4 separate regions of the Sus scrofa genome follow, and regions 1, 3 and 4 are each linked to region 2. The links are chromatin contacts, called in public HiChIP or PLAC-seq maps. All regions are on one chromosome and are shown on one strand. Each heading gives the region's core, a stretch centred on a gene start, on an enhancer-like site or on the middle of the called end of the contact. The rest is flanking DNA. Distances are from core to core; before and after follow the strand shown.

What was found. HiChIP or PLAC-seq counts read pairs in DNA pulled down with a chosen protein or histone mark.
Region 1: a contact with region 2 is called in an H3K27ac HiChIP or PLAC-seq map of skeletal muscle. The contact joins two enhancer-like sites. A contact is called at or near these places in 1 of 5 promoter capture datasets (liver), 5 of 47 Hi-C or Micro-C datasets (embryonic fibroblasts, liver, omental adipose tissue and 2 more) and 2 of 2 datasets of contacts at active chromatin or transcription factors (alveolar macrophages and skeletal muscle).
Region 3: an H3K27ac HiChIP or PLAC-seq map of skeletal muscle shows a contact between it and region 2, with 18 times the contacts expected there. The contact joins two enhancer-like sites. A contact is called at or near these places in 1 of 5 promoter capture datasets (liver), 14 of 47 Hi-C or Micro-C datasets (alveolar macrophages, embryonic fibroblasts, fetal heart ventricle and 8 more) and 2 of 2 datasets of contacts at active chromatin or transcription factors (alveolar macrophages and skeletal muscle).
Region 4: an H3K27ac HiChIP or PLAC-seq map of skeletal muscle shows a contact between it and region 2. The contact joins two enhancer-like sites. A contact is called at or near these places in 5 of 47 Hi-C or Micro-C datasets (liver and skeletal muscle) and 2 of 2 datasets of contacts at active chromatin or transcription factors (alveolar macrophages and skeletal muscle).

What each region holds. Positions count from the first base shown.
Region 1 is chr14:56,606,060-56,608,759 of Sscrofa11.1, forward strand. LOC110256752 (a long non-coding RNA gene) reads left to right here. Exons shown (of 2, transcript XR_002338680.1): 2 at 1,618-1,943. It overlaps LOC106506002 (a long non-coding RNA gene), which reads right to left. Exons shown (of 3, transcript XR_002338684.1): 3 at 2,674-2,700. Among named protein-coding and RNA genes, the nearest start is that of IRF2BP2, 62 kb to the left of the region's middle. Within about 2 kb of position 1,417, at least 28 of the 83 cell types and tissues checked have an H3K27ac peak or open chromatin away from gene starts, as enhancers often do. A contact at or near this core is called in liver, omental adipose tissue, skeletal muscle and 1 more, where this site is marked.
Region 2 is chr14:56,249,180-56,251,879 of Sscrofa11.1, forward strand. No RefSeq gene overlaps it. Among named protein-coding and RNA genes, the nearest start is that of TOMM20, 140 kb to the left of the region's middle. Within about 2 kb of position 1,347, at least 69 of the 83 cell types and tissues checked have an H3K27ac peak or open chromatin away from gene starts, as enhancers often do. A contact at or near this core is called in alveolar macrophages, embryonic fibroblasts, fetal liver and 7 more, where this site is marked.
Region 3 is chr14:56,645,504-56,648,265 of Sscrofa11.1, forward strand. No RefSeq gene overlaps it. Among named protein-coding and RNA genes, the nearest start is that of TARBP1, 23 kb to the right of the region's middle. Within about 2 kb of position 1,263, at least 55 of the 83 cell types and tissues checked have an H3K27ac peak or open chromatin away from gene starts, as enhancers often do. A contact at or near this core is called in alveolar macrophages, embryonic fibroblasts, fetal liver and 7 more, where this site is marked.
Region 4 is chr14:56,515,527-56,518,226 of Sscrofa11.1, forward strand. All of the region lies in intron 1 of LOC102158473 (a long non-coding RNA gene), which reads right to left. LOC110256878 (a long non-coding RNA gene) reads left to right here. Exons shown (of 3, transcript XR_002338951.1): 3 at 426-860. Among named protein-coding and RNA genes, the nearest start is that of IRF2BP2, 29 kb to the right of the region's middle. Within about 2 kb of position 1,340, at least 10 of the 83 cell types and tissues checked have an H3K27ac peak or open chromatin away from gene starts, as enhancers often do. A contact at or near this core is called in liver and skeletal muscle, where this site is marked.

The DNA.
Region 1 (2,700 bases), core at 167-2,666, 360 kb after region 2:
CCCTGGCACCATCAGACTCCACATCTGGGGGGCGCTCCTAATTCTGGATTCCTTGGAGAGCTTGTGGGGCCTGGCTGTCCCCCCTCCTGCTGTCTGTCTTCTGTGTCACTCCTGACTGCCTCCCGCAAGCAGAGCATTCCCTGGGGAGGTTTCCCCGGGGACCCTTTTCTCTGGCTTCCTTACGCAGCTGTCACACTGTCCCACTTGTTTTTCAAGAAGGAGGTCCCCAGGGTTTCTTCAAGGCAGACCTGAACTTGACCCTGCCATGTGGATTTGTCCCCTCTCATCTCCCCGCCCCACCCCCCCGGGAAAGGGGGACCCAACCCAGGCACCCATGGGCGGGTCCTAACAGCCTCTTGGCCTCTGCAGTGCATCACCTGTTGTTTTCTATCCAGAATATGCGTTTGGACATGGAAGGATTTCAGCGGTTCCTGCAAAGGCAAACCTCTCTGGAGGAACCAGAGATGTCTTCTTGGCAGACCAGCTTCACACCCCACAGGGCAGTCTGTCAGCAAAGCATTTAAGGGGATGCGTGCTTAGGTAACACATGAGGGAGGGTAGGTGAGGGAAGCCATCATCCAGCACTTGATCATGAACTTCATATCCGCCAAAGGTGTCTTTTGTTTTTTGTTTTTTGTTTTGTCTTTTTGCCATTTCTAGGGCCACTCCCGCCGCTTATGAAGGTTCCCAGGCTAGGGGTCTAATCGGAGCTGTAGCCACCGAGGGAATCCGAGCCGCATCTGTGACCTACACCACAGCTCAGGACAATGCCGGATCCCTAACCCACTGAGCAAGGCCAGGGATCGAACCCACAACCTCACGGTTCCTAGTCGGATTCGTTAACCACTGAGCCACGACGGGAACTCCTTTACCCGCCAAAAGTTTTTAAGTCATTGCTGCTAGCGCTTCCTCCCAGACACCCTTAGGAGGTGGGTAGAGGCTGGTGTCCTCCTTTTGAGAATAAGGACAAGGAGAGGGAAATACCCCCAAGGACACATCCATGGAATAAGAAGGGTCAGAGGCCTCGGTGGGGAGGTGTTCCCCTCAGCTAACCTCCACTCCTGCCCCCAGCCCCATGTGCCTCCAGCAAGCCAATGCCGAGGATGTTTCTGGAGTGCGGCTTTCACCCAGGAATTGTCTAAGATGTTAGCTTGCTGGGAGCGAGGCTGAGGTCTCGGTCACTGTCACCTAGCATGTGGGTGCTGTGCAGTAAGTCACCGAAAGATGCTCACCTACTGAGCACAAAAAAAGCAAACTCTCACTCTCCAGCCACTCCCGAGCCAGCTTTGAAGCAAGATGTATTTTTAAACACAAGCCTCGTACAGAAAATGTTCCCTCGCATGTCCCCATAGCCTACTAATGGGGCAACTGTTGGCAACCAATACCACCAGCCCGTGCTCAGGGCTGTGTTCTCAATTTTTCTTTCTATTCTTGTCCCCTGGCATATGATAGGGGTTGCTGTCCCGGGAGACTGCAGGCTACTGACGGAAAAGCTTGCAGTCGGTTCTGGCCTGCTCTCAATTTCCAGACTCTCTGATTTCGTTCAAACGCGGGACCTGTGGACCTGTGTCCCTTTACCCAGTTGGTAACTTGGATTTTTTTGTATTCTTCTTGCAGATTCCATGGAATAGCCTGATGTTTCCCAGAAGGCTGGGGACCCCCACCGCCCGCCCCCAGCAGTGCCCCAGGCTGACAAGGGGATTGAAGTCGGAAAGTCAGACGCCTGTCCAGTGCCTGAGAAAGCGGCCTCTGTGCTCCTGCTGGATTTCACAGCAGGGCCAAGGGCCTCACTTCCCTCCTTTGCAAAGGAAAATAGCCATTCTGGCATCAACTTTGCTGATGAGGATTTATCTCCGAAGCCAAAAGGAAAAAAAGTCACCTCTTGAGTCCTAATTAGAATGATTCCTCTACTTAATTTATTCAGGATAGCCTCCTGAATTGGCCTGGTGTGTCCTTGAGTATTGTTACTATTACTGCTGCTGTTGCTGTTGTTGTTTTAAAGAAGCCATTTCTGACCAGGGGCTGGGGAGATGCCTTTTGTTCGCCTCTGGGCCCTGCGGTACCGGCCCCCGCCAAGGGAACCATTCCTGCACTGCTGTGTTTATTTGAGTTATGTAATATAAACAGCTCCAAGGAGATGGGCTCCGCCACTTTTTGTTTTTAGACTCCGACTTCACTTGCCCTCTGCAGAGCTTGGCGCTTGGGTGGTTTCCTCCAGCCTCCTCTGTTTTGCTGCTGGGGAACACAACAGCCTGCCGTTGACCCTTCTCTAGGACTAGCCCTTTCCTTCTCAGACCCAGCAACGAAACAGAGACGCTGCTGAGGCTGACAGTGTCCTCAAAGGCTCAGCCTAGGCTGGAGGTGGAGGGGGCATCAGAATGAGCTGTCTTGGGCATTAAGCTTTCTCTGTAGCTTCTTCACTGATACCTAGTTCCTCCAAGTCAGAAGTATCCCTTGGTGTTCCCATCATGGCTCAGCGGTTAACAAACCCGACTAGCATCCATGAGGATGTGGATTCGATCCTTGGCCTTGCTCAATGGGTTAAGGATCTGGCGCTGCCGTGAGCTGTAGTGTAGGTTGCAGACACGGCTCGGATCCCACGTCGCTCTGGCTGTGGTGAAGGCCAGCAGCTGCAGCTCCGATCAGACCCCTAGCCTGGGAACCTCCATATGCCACAGTCCTAAAAGCCAAAAAGCCAAA
Region 2 (2,700 bases), core at 97-2,596:
TGGGGAGAGAGGCCCCTGGGCATCACTTCTGCCTACCTGGATCCCTTAATATCCCAGGAGGCGGGAGGATGCTTCCCTGAGAGCCCAGAGGTCACCCAGCAAGGTTAGGGCCAGAAGTGTTCCCAGGGGGAGTGCCATCGTGTCTCAGAGACTTCCTTGGAAGCTATGCTTCTGCTGGCAAGAAGCAGCAGCCGAGCCATCAGAGGCAGGCAGGACTTTGCTGCCTGGAGATCAGATCTCAGTCCTCCCTTGAGGGTCTCCACGGTCAAGTCAGCAGGAGAGCAGGTGCCCTCTCTCTCGGCAGTGGCAGAAACTACAGTGGAGGTGAGACCAGACTGGCAGGGCCGCCAAAGAGCCCACGTGGATGGACCGCCCTTGAAGATCTGTGTGGGCTGTATCTGCTTCAAGTCTGCCTGAAACCCGGGGGTCCAGGAGTCTCTTCCTTATGCCCCAAGGAGCTGACAGACTCTCCAGATGGTTCCCACCTAGGGAGGGTGCCGCGAGGACTAGGCAGTGCTGCTTTATGCACTTGCCATATCCGCTTCACGGATCTGTTTAATCCATCAACTAATGTCGTTAGTGTCACCTGTCATTATGTCGGGCTCCTAGTTTACACTTTAGAAGTCCATTCTCCTTCAAACCAAATGGTTCTTTCTGGCAGACCTGCCCCACCCTATCCTCCTCACCTCCCAGGAAGTCTGGGCTCTTTTTTGCTTTGTGTTCCAAACAAATTCATGCCTCTTACTCATTCCCTTGCTCATTCACCCCTCCTCTCAAAACTTACACTAAAGAGATCTGTGTGCTGGGCCTGTGCCCTTACCAAAGTGCTGTCACCTGCTTATGACACTCCCATGCACCCCCCCCCCCATTACACACAGGAAGGTTTCTTTAGTCTTTCAGTTTCCACGTCTTAATTTCTGAATAGATTCAGATGACCTCCGCTTTTTTTGTGTGCATGTATTTTTTCAACACCAATACATTCTTCATAGGAACTCAATGCCTGCAGAGAGCAGTTCGGAGGCTCTGTTTAGAAAGCACTCCCTGTTCTGAGGTCCTCTGAGGCCCTGGCTGTGCAGATCTGAGAAGGTATGAAGGAGGAGCCACCACGTGCCAGAGGTAGAAAACCAGCGGCCCCACCTTCCCCGCGCACCCCGGGTCTGCTCCCTACCCCATCCTGCCTGCTTCCTGATGTGAAATCTGGGACAGATTTCTGCTTTTAAAGAGCTGCCTGGACAAAGAAGGCGAGTCGGGTTACTCTAGAAACCAAGCAGTCTCGCTGAGGCTACATGACAATTAAGAGCCACGTAGGGAACCGCCTGCTCTAACCAACACTCACCACGTGACTGCGGGAGCACCCGGCATGGAGTGTCCACCGCAGCCCCTGTTGAAACAATGGGGCCCACGAAAGCAATTTAAAGGGGCAATAGAAAGATAGCAGGATCAGGCTACAGCTGCTTACCTAGCCTTGGGATGCTTTTTCAAGAGAGTTCTGTGTCAACATCGGGGCAGCTGTTGCTGCCTTCGGTGAGGAGAGGAGAAACAACTGGGTGGGCAGAGGTCTGGGGGTGGGGGGGAATCATGGCACAGCAGCCCGGGCAGGGCCCCCGGATGCAGGAACAGGGCGCCGCAGCCTGCTCTCCAGGATTCTATTTCAGGCGGACTGGAGGCAAGAATGTGTTCTTTGCCACAGGAAGAATGTTCCCTCAGACAGAACTGCTAATCGGGCGAGATGAAAAGAGGAATGTACAGCCGGCGGTGGTGACCGCTGCCTTTCCAGCAGCCTTTCCCCTCCTTTCCCGAGTCACATGGAGTTTTGGCTGGCTAATTGAGACGGTGGCTGAGTCTCCACCCCCCACCCCACGCCATAGCCTTCATTTTTGAAAATGTAGGAATTTTCGGAGCTCTGTTGCACAACACTGAGCGATTTTCCAGAGCTACCCTCTGTCATCTGTCTCCTTGACATAAAGAGGGAAGGCGGAGGGAGGAAAAAGGCGAGGGGGTGGACGGGCAAAGGAGACAGAGGAAGGAAAGGAGGGGGAGAGTGGGGGAGAGAAACATCTTGCTGACGTCAAAGAAGACCACACTCCACAGGATAACATTACTTAGTACCTCGACCGCCCACTCCCTCTAATTTACTAGAAACCAAACGGCCTGTTTGGAAACCTGTAGCCTGCAGTCTGTTATTTTGTTTTGTTTTGTTTTGCTATTCTCCCTGGACCAAGAAGGCCATTAATTGCTGGCAGTTTGAAAGCTACCTGATTTCCTGAAACAGAGGGGATTTCCATGAGTAATAATTCAGCCCGCGCTGGAGCAGGGCGCTGGGGCCCGAGTAAATTGATCCAGCTGCTTGCAGGCTGATGGAAAAGTGCCCGCGGGAGGGGACCGCAGCTGCAGCTGGGGCCCGCGGCGGGCGCGGTCACGTGGCCCCGCCCGCCCCGCCCCCGGAACCGCCCCCCCCGCCCCCGGGCGCCCGCGCCCCACGTGTGCCGCCTGCTCTGCCCGCAGGCCACCGCCTTGCACCGCGCGCTGGCTTCTGAGGGTGAAGGCAATTCCCCGGCCCCTGTGGCAACCTCTTTCTTGGGAAATGCACAACACCAGGATGATGGGGGCGGCCCTGTTTCCTAAGCTCCCTCCAGAGAGTCACCCTTTTTAGTACGTTGGCTGGGTTGATTGTGCTTCCCAGAAGCCTCCCACAGTTCT
Region 3 (2,762 bases), core at 13-2,512, 400 kb after region 2:
AGGTGTTTTGAATTCCTCTGAATCTCTTTTAATTATAGCACTCACACCTGAGACTACTACAGCCATCTTGTGTGTGTGTGTGTTGTTGAATTTTTAAATAAAATTGAAACAAAATCTAGGATATTTATCTAGGCCCTCCATCTGTCTTCTGAAGTCTTGCTCTTATTTCTCTCTAGGCTTCAGCTTTTGATTTCAGACACACATAGACTTACAACTTATGGAGAATGCTGGAAAAGGAATTCCTGCCTTATTTAGACGGTTTATCTAAATGACCTCCTAGGAGTTCCTCTATGGCTCAGTGGGTTAAGGACCTGGCATTGTCACTGCAGCTGCTTGGGTTGCTGCTGTGATGTGGGTTCAATCCCTGGCCAGGGAGCTTTCACATGCGGGGGGGGGGGGGGGGGTGGCGGCCAAAAATAAATAAATAAATAAATAAATAAATAAATAAATTCCCAAATCCCTCTCGTCTCGAAGGTTCTGTGAGTCCATGACATGCCTTGGTGAAAGAGAACAAACCAGGCTTTGAAGTCAGGCATAACTGGGTCTGTCTCCTAGTTCTCACATTTACTGGCTGTGTGACTTCAGGCAAGCTCCTTAACCTCTCTGAACTGAGGTTTCTCATCTGAAAACCTGGGCCAGTGCCAACCACTAAATTGTCAGGAAGATGAAATAATAAAGTACTTTTAAAACATACAACAGAAGGCCTAGCAAATAGTAGGTGCCAAGGTAGATATTAGAGTCTGCTTTTCTTTATTCACACAAGTCTCTGAATGGGTAAAAAATGTAGGCCCTCAACTATTGGAATATCGCTTCTGTCTTCCACTCCAGGGCCCTACTTCTGAAAGAGAAAGAAAGAAGGAAATAAACGGAAACTCTCAAAGGCCTTTCTGAAAGCATCACCCATCTATTGAAATGTGCTTTCCATTCAAAAACTAGGTTATTCATTATTCATCTTATTGGAACTGAAAAGAAGGAAAGAGTTCACTGCTTACAACCCAGCCTTGACCACTGCTTGATTTCCATCATTTCCTGGTATCTATGTAATATGTCCCAAGTGTGAGATTGGCCATGTTGAGAGGCGAGCAAACTTCAGACTGAATGACCGTCCATAATGCCCTGGAATGAATGTTCCCTTTCCTAGCATTTCCACTCCAGGCAGTGCATTTCTGGGGAATTATTTCACTGCCTGGGTGGCCAGAGTCCCTTGGCCTTCAGCCTCATGGCTCACTGCACCACGCTGGGCAAGCAGTAACCGCCCAAAAATGCGAGTCTTTCTTTCATGCCCCAGTGGCATGAGTAACATCATTAACTCTTCAGGGCTGAGGTTTGGGATTACGTAAAAATTTTACACCCCACTGTGTTAGCTGTCAGAATACCAGAGTAACAAAGTGTCTGCAGAGTTCCTTTCCGTGCCAGAAATGTGGTTGCCTGACCTAATAAACAATCCTTGGGATATTTTTTTCCAAGCGATTCTATTTCAGCAGGATTGTGGGTTTCAAAATGGAAGCTAAGTCCTACAGACTTCAAGATCCAGGGAGAACAAAAATGCAAGAAGAAACTGGGCTTTGAAACTCTCCAGACAAGGGGAAAATGCTGCTGACGTGTCCCCTGGAAGGACAGCACAGGAAGAGCACAGCTGTGCAGTGTGGTGTTTCACATGCTCTTCTATACACAGGTTTTCTAAAGTGTAAGGGGAAAAAAACCCGTACAGGGCGCTCCCCTAAGAGGAGCCGCACAACACGTTTTCTCTGGGCCCTGGGCCAGCGCGGGGACCAACCAGAGGCCGGCGCAGAAGCACTGTGGATGCCGCGCGCCATCTGGTGGCCTGAAGCTGATATTGCGCGCTCTCTCCGGCCTTTGACTCCATTGATTTGCAGAATTTAATAGGCTAGTATTCTGGAGCTGCTTTTTTTTTTTTTTTTTTTTTAATCTTTTTATTTACTTTTTAATGATTTTTATTTTTTCCATTATGATTGGTTTACAGTGTTCTGTCCATTTCTATTGTACAACAAAGAGATCCAGTCATCCATATATATATATTCTTTTTCTCATATTATCCTCCATGATGTTCCATCATAAGTGACTATGTATAGTTCCCTATGCTATACAGCAGGATCTCATTGCTTAATTTATTTTATTGGAGTGTAGATGATTCACAATGTTGTGTTAATTTCTGCTGTTCAGCACAGTGATTCAGTTATACATATATATTCTTTTTCATTGTGTTTGATCACAGGATATTGAACCTAGTTCCCCACGCTGTACAGCAGGACCTTGTTTATCCATTCTATCTAGAATAGTTTGCATCTGCTAACCCCACTCTCCTACTCCATCCCTCCCTCAGCCCTCCTTCCCCTTGGCAACCACAAGTTGATTCTCTATGTCTGTGGGTCGGTTTCTGTTTCATAGATAAATTCATTTGTGTGATATTTTATATTCCACATAAAAGTTATATTATATGATATTTGTTTTTTCACTGTCTAACTTCACAAAGTATGATAATCTTTATATCCATCCATGTTGCTACAAAAGGCATTCTTTCCTTCTTTTTTATGGCTGAGTCATATTCCATTGTAGATATGTGTCCTCTGCTGATGGACATTTAGGTTGCTTCCAAGTCTTGGCTACTGAGAATAGCGCTGCTATGAATATAGGGGTGCATTATCTTTTCAAATCATAGTTTTGTCCAGATAGATGCCCAGGAGTGGGATTACTGGATCATACAGCGACTCTATGTTTAGTTTTTTGGGAACCTCCACACG
Region 4 (2,700 bases), core at 90-2,589, 270 kb after region 2:
TTCTGCTCAAAATGTCTTTCCTTTCCTTTCTTTTCCCTTCCTTTTCTTCCTTCACTCCTCATTCTTTTGCTTTGAACGTCAAGCTCTCAATGGCCCAGAACCCCACTCTCTAGAACGGTTACTTTCTCAAAGAGAGATGGGATTTCACGGTGGCCATGCTAATAGGTGCCATATATAGATGTGTGATTATTACATATTGTGTGATTAGTATTAGTTCATATCCTTTAAAAGTCGTCTCATAGTTGTTCTATTTCTGAACAGTTGAACCATTGTTAAAGATACTTTTACTTGGAAAGAGAAGAAACAAAGCAAAACACGAATGGAGGGGCTAGGTTGGAATGAACATCACCTTACTAGTGCAGCGGGAGGAGGGCTTACTTAAGGAACACACAAAATTTCACTGTCTCGCTGGTTTGTACTTTCAGCCCAGCTCACAGACAGACCTCCACAACGGCTCACTGCCACCAGAGCTTTTCTTTCAACTGATGAAAAACTGAAAGAAAAAGCTAAGTCTCCTCCCCATGTGATATAGAAGAGATGTTGGCACATTCGCATTTTCATAAGGAAAAACAAGTTGAACTGCGGCAACTCTGGAAGTCAGTCTCATCAACTGCACCCTCCTTTCGCACACGGCAGACTCCTGCGCGCACCCACACTCCTTACGTGGGAACCTCGTCATGTATGGAACGTGTAATATCTGTCAGCGCTGCCCTTTAATGAGCGATTCCTATGAGCCAGGCAGGGGGTCAGAGGGCAACATGCCCCCTGCCTCCCGTGAGGAAACTGAGGCTTGAGAAGTTTAAGCACATGTTTTTAAAAACATGAAGCTCACAAAAAATAGAGATGGCATTTTATTTATTTATTTATTTTTGCTTTTTAGGGCTGCACCTGCAGCATATAGAAGTGCCCAGGCTAGGGGTCAAATCTGAGCTGCAGCTGCCAGCCTACACCTCGGCTACAGCAATGTGGCATCCTTAGCCCACTGAGTGAGGCCAGGGATCGAATCTGCATCCTTATGGGTACTAGTCAGCTTCATAACTAGCTGAGCCACAACGGGAACTCCTTCCCCCTTCACCCCATCCCAAAGTCACTTCTTAACCCACTGGGCCAGGAAATCTCCCAGCGAGGCTTAAATGTTTATCTCTGCCAATGACTCTCATTTTCCCAAGAGCAGGGAGGGTTGGGAAAACAGCCACTTTACAGGTAAAGACCTGGGATGTGCAGTGTGATCACCAGGCACGCTGCTGCCATGTGAATGGGCACGTGGCCTCTCTGAGTGTCTGGGAAAGCCACATGCCAGGCCTGGGAAAGGCCACAGTGGGAAGAAGGCACATCCAGGGCGGGTGGCTTTTGCAGCAGAAACCACCTGCTTAGATGCCTCCCTGCCACTCAGAGGCTCTCTGCAACAGTGGGGAAATGTTGCCAGTCAGGCGCATGCTTTCCAGTGGCAGCTGCCCGTTAACAAACTATAGTGACCTTGGCAACACGTCCTGAACACAGGCCACCGGCGTCATACAGCAGTCCTCTGTGACGCAAGGGCACAGCCAGCCCTGACGACTGTTCAGGGACTGGGCAGGAGAATTCCAGGGCCCCTGCTTTTTCCTACTTTGAGATACTTAGAAGACGTAGATAAAGCAACTGGAAAACAGAAATGTGTAAACTGGAGAGAGAAAGGGAGAGGAGAAGGGATTGACTTTGGAAATCATCAGCCTGTCCAACTAACATACAGAGAAATATAACAACCATTGATCAAAGTATCAAGTTGTCAGCGCTTAAAGAGAAGGCTATGAAAGTCCAGAGCTGTACAGCTGTATAACAAACCAAGCCTCTTGGACTAACCGAACTTCCTTCCGAGACAAAACAACAGAAAATGAGGCATCCAGGAGATCATGATGGGAACTTGCAAAAACTTTGCCCCATGCTTCAGTGAGGCTGGGCGAGCAGGTGAGCCTGGGTCTTACACACTTGGGCAAGGCTTAGATTCCTTGGCAGTTTGCTTGGGCAAATGTGCCCAACCTTTAGGCATGTCTCATTCCTCAGTGATATGTGACATTCACGAGTACCCATAACAGGATCTTCTTGCCATCATTGTCCAGACAAGATGGGCATGATTTCATTTTGGGCATGCATTCAATGGCCAGCACATAAAAGGGGGTAGATAAGCATTGGTCGAGTGACTCACACGGGCTCTGTAAATATTCGTTCATTGACTGAGTCATCAATGAAATAGTATTTAATCATAATTCTCCAGCTCACTACATTAAAGCCAAAACTTGGTGTCCACGTTTCTTTTTCTTCTTTTTTCAATGGCTGCACCCATGGCATATGGAAGTTCCCAGGCCAGTGACTGAATCCAAGCTGCAGCAATGCTGGATTCTTTTAACCAAATGTAGCAGGCCAGGGATAGAACCCGAGCCTTCGAAGTGACCCAAGCCACTGCACTCAGGTTCCTAATCCACTGCACCATAGTAAGAACTCCTCGGTGTCCAGGTTTCTGACTTATGGAGAAAGAGTCTATCATTTTAAAGGAATATACATAAATATAAGAACCTTAAAATTAATATTTCTGACATTAAAAAGTAATACAGGCTCACTGTAGGAAAATCTTAAAATACTAGAAAATGTAAATAACCAGAAACAATCGCTTGTAACCTCATAATCCTGCCACGAGAGATAATGAGTTAACATTTTGGTGTAGTT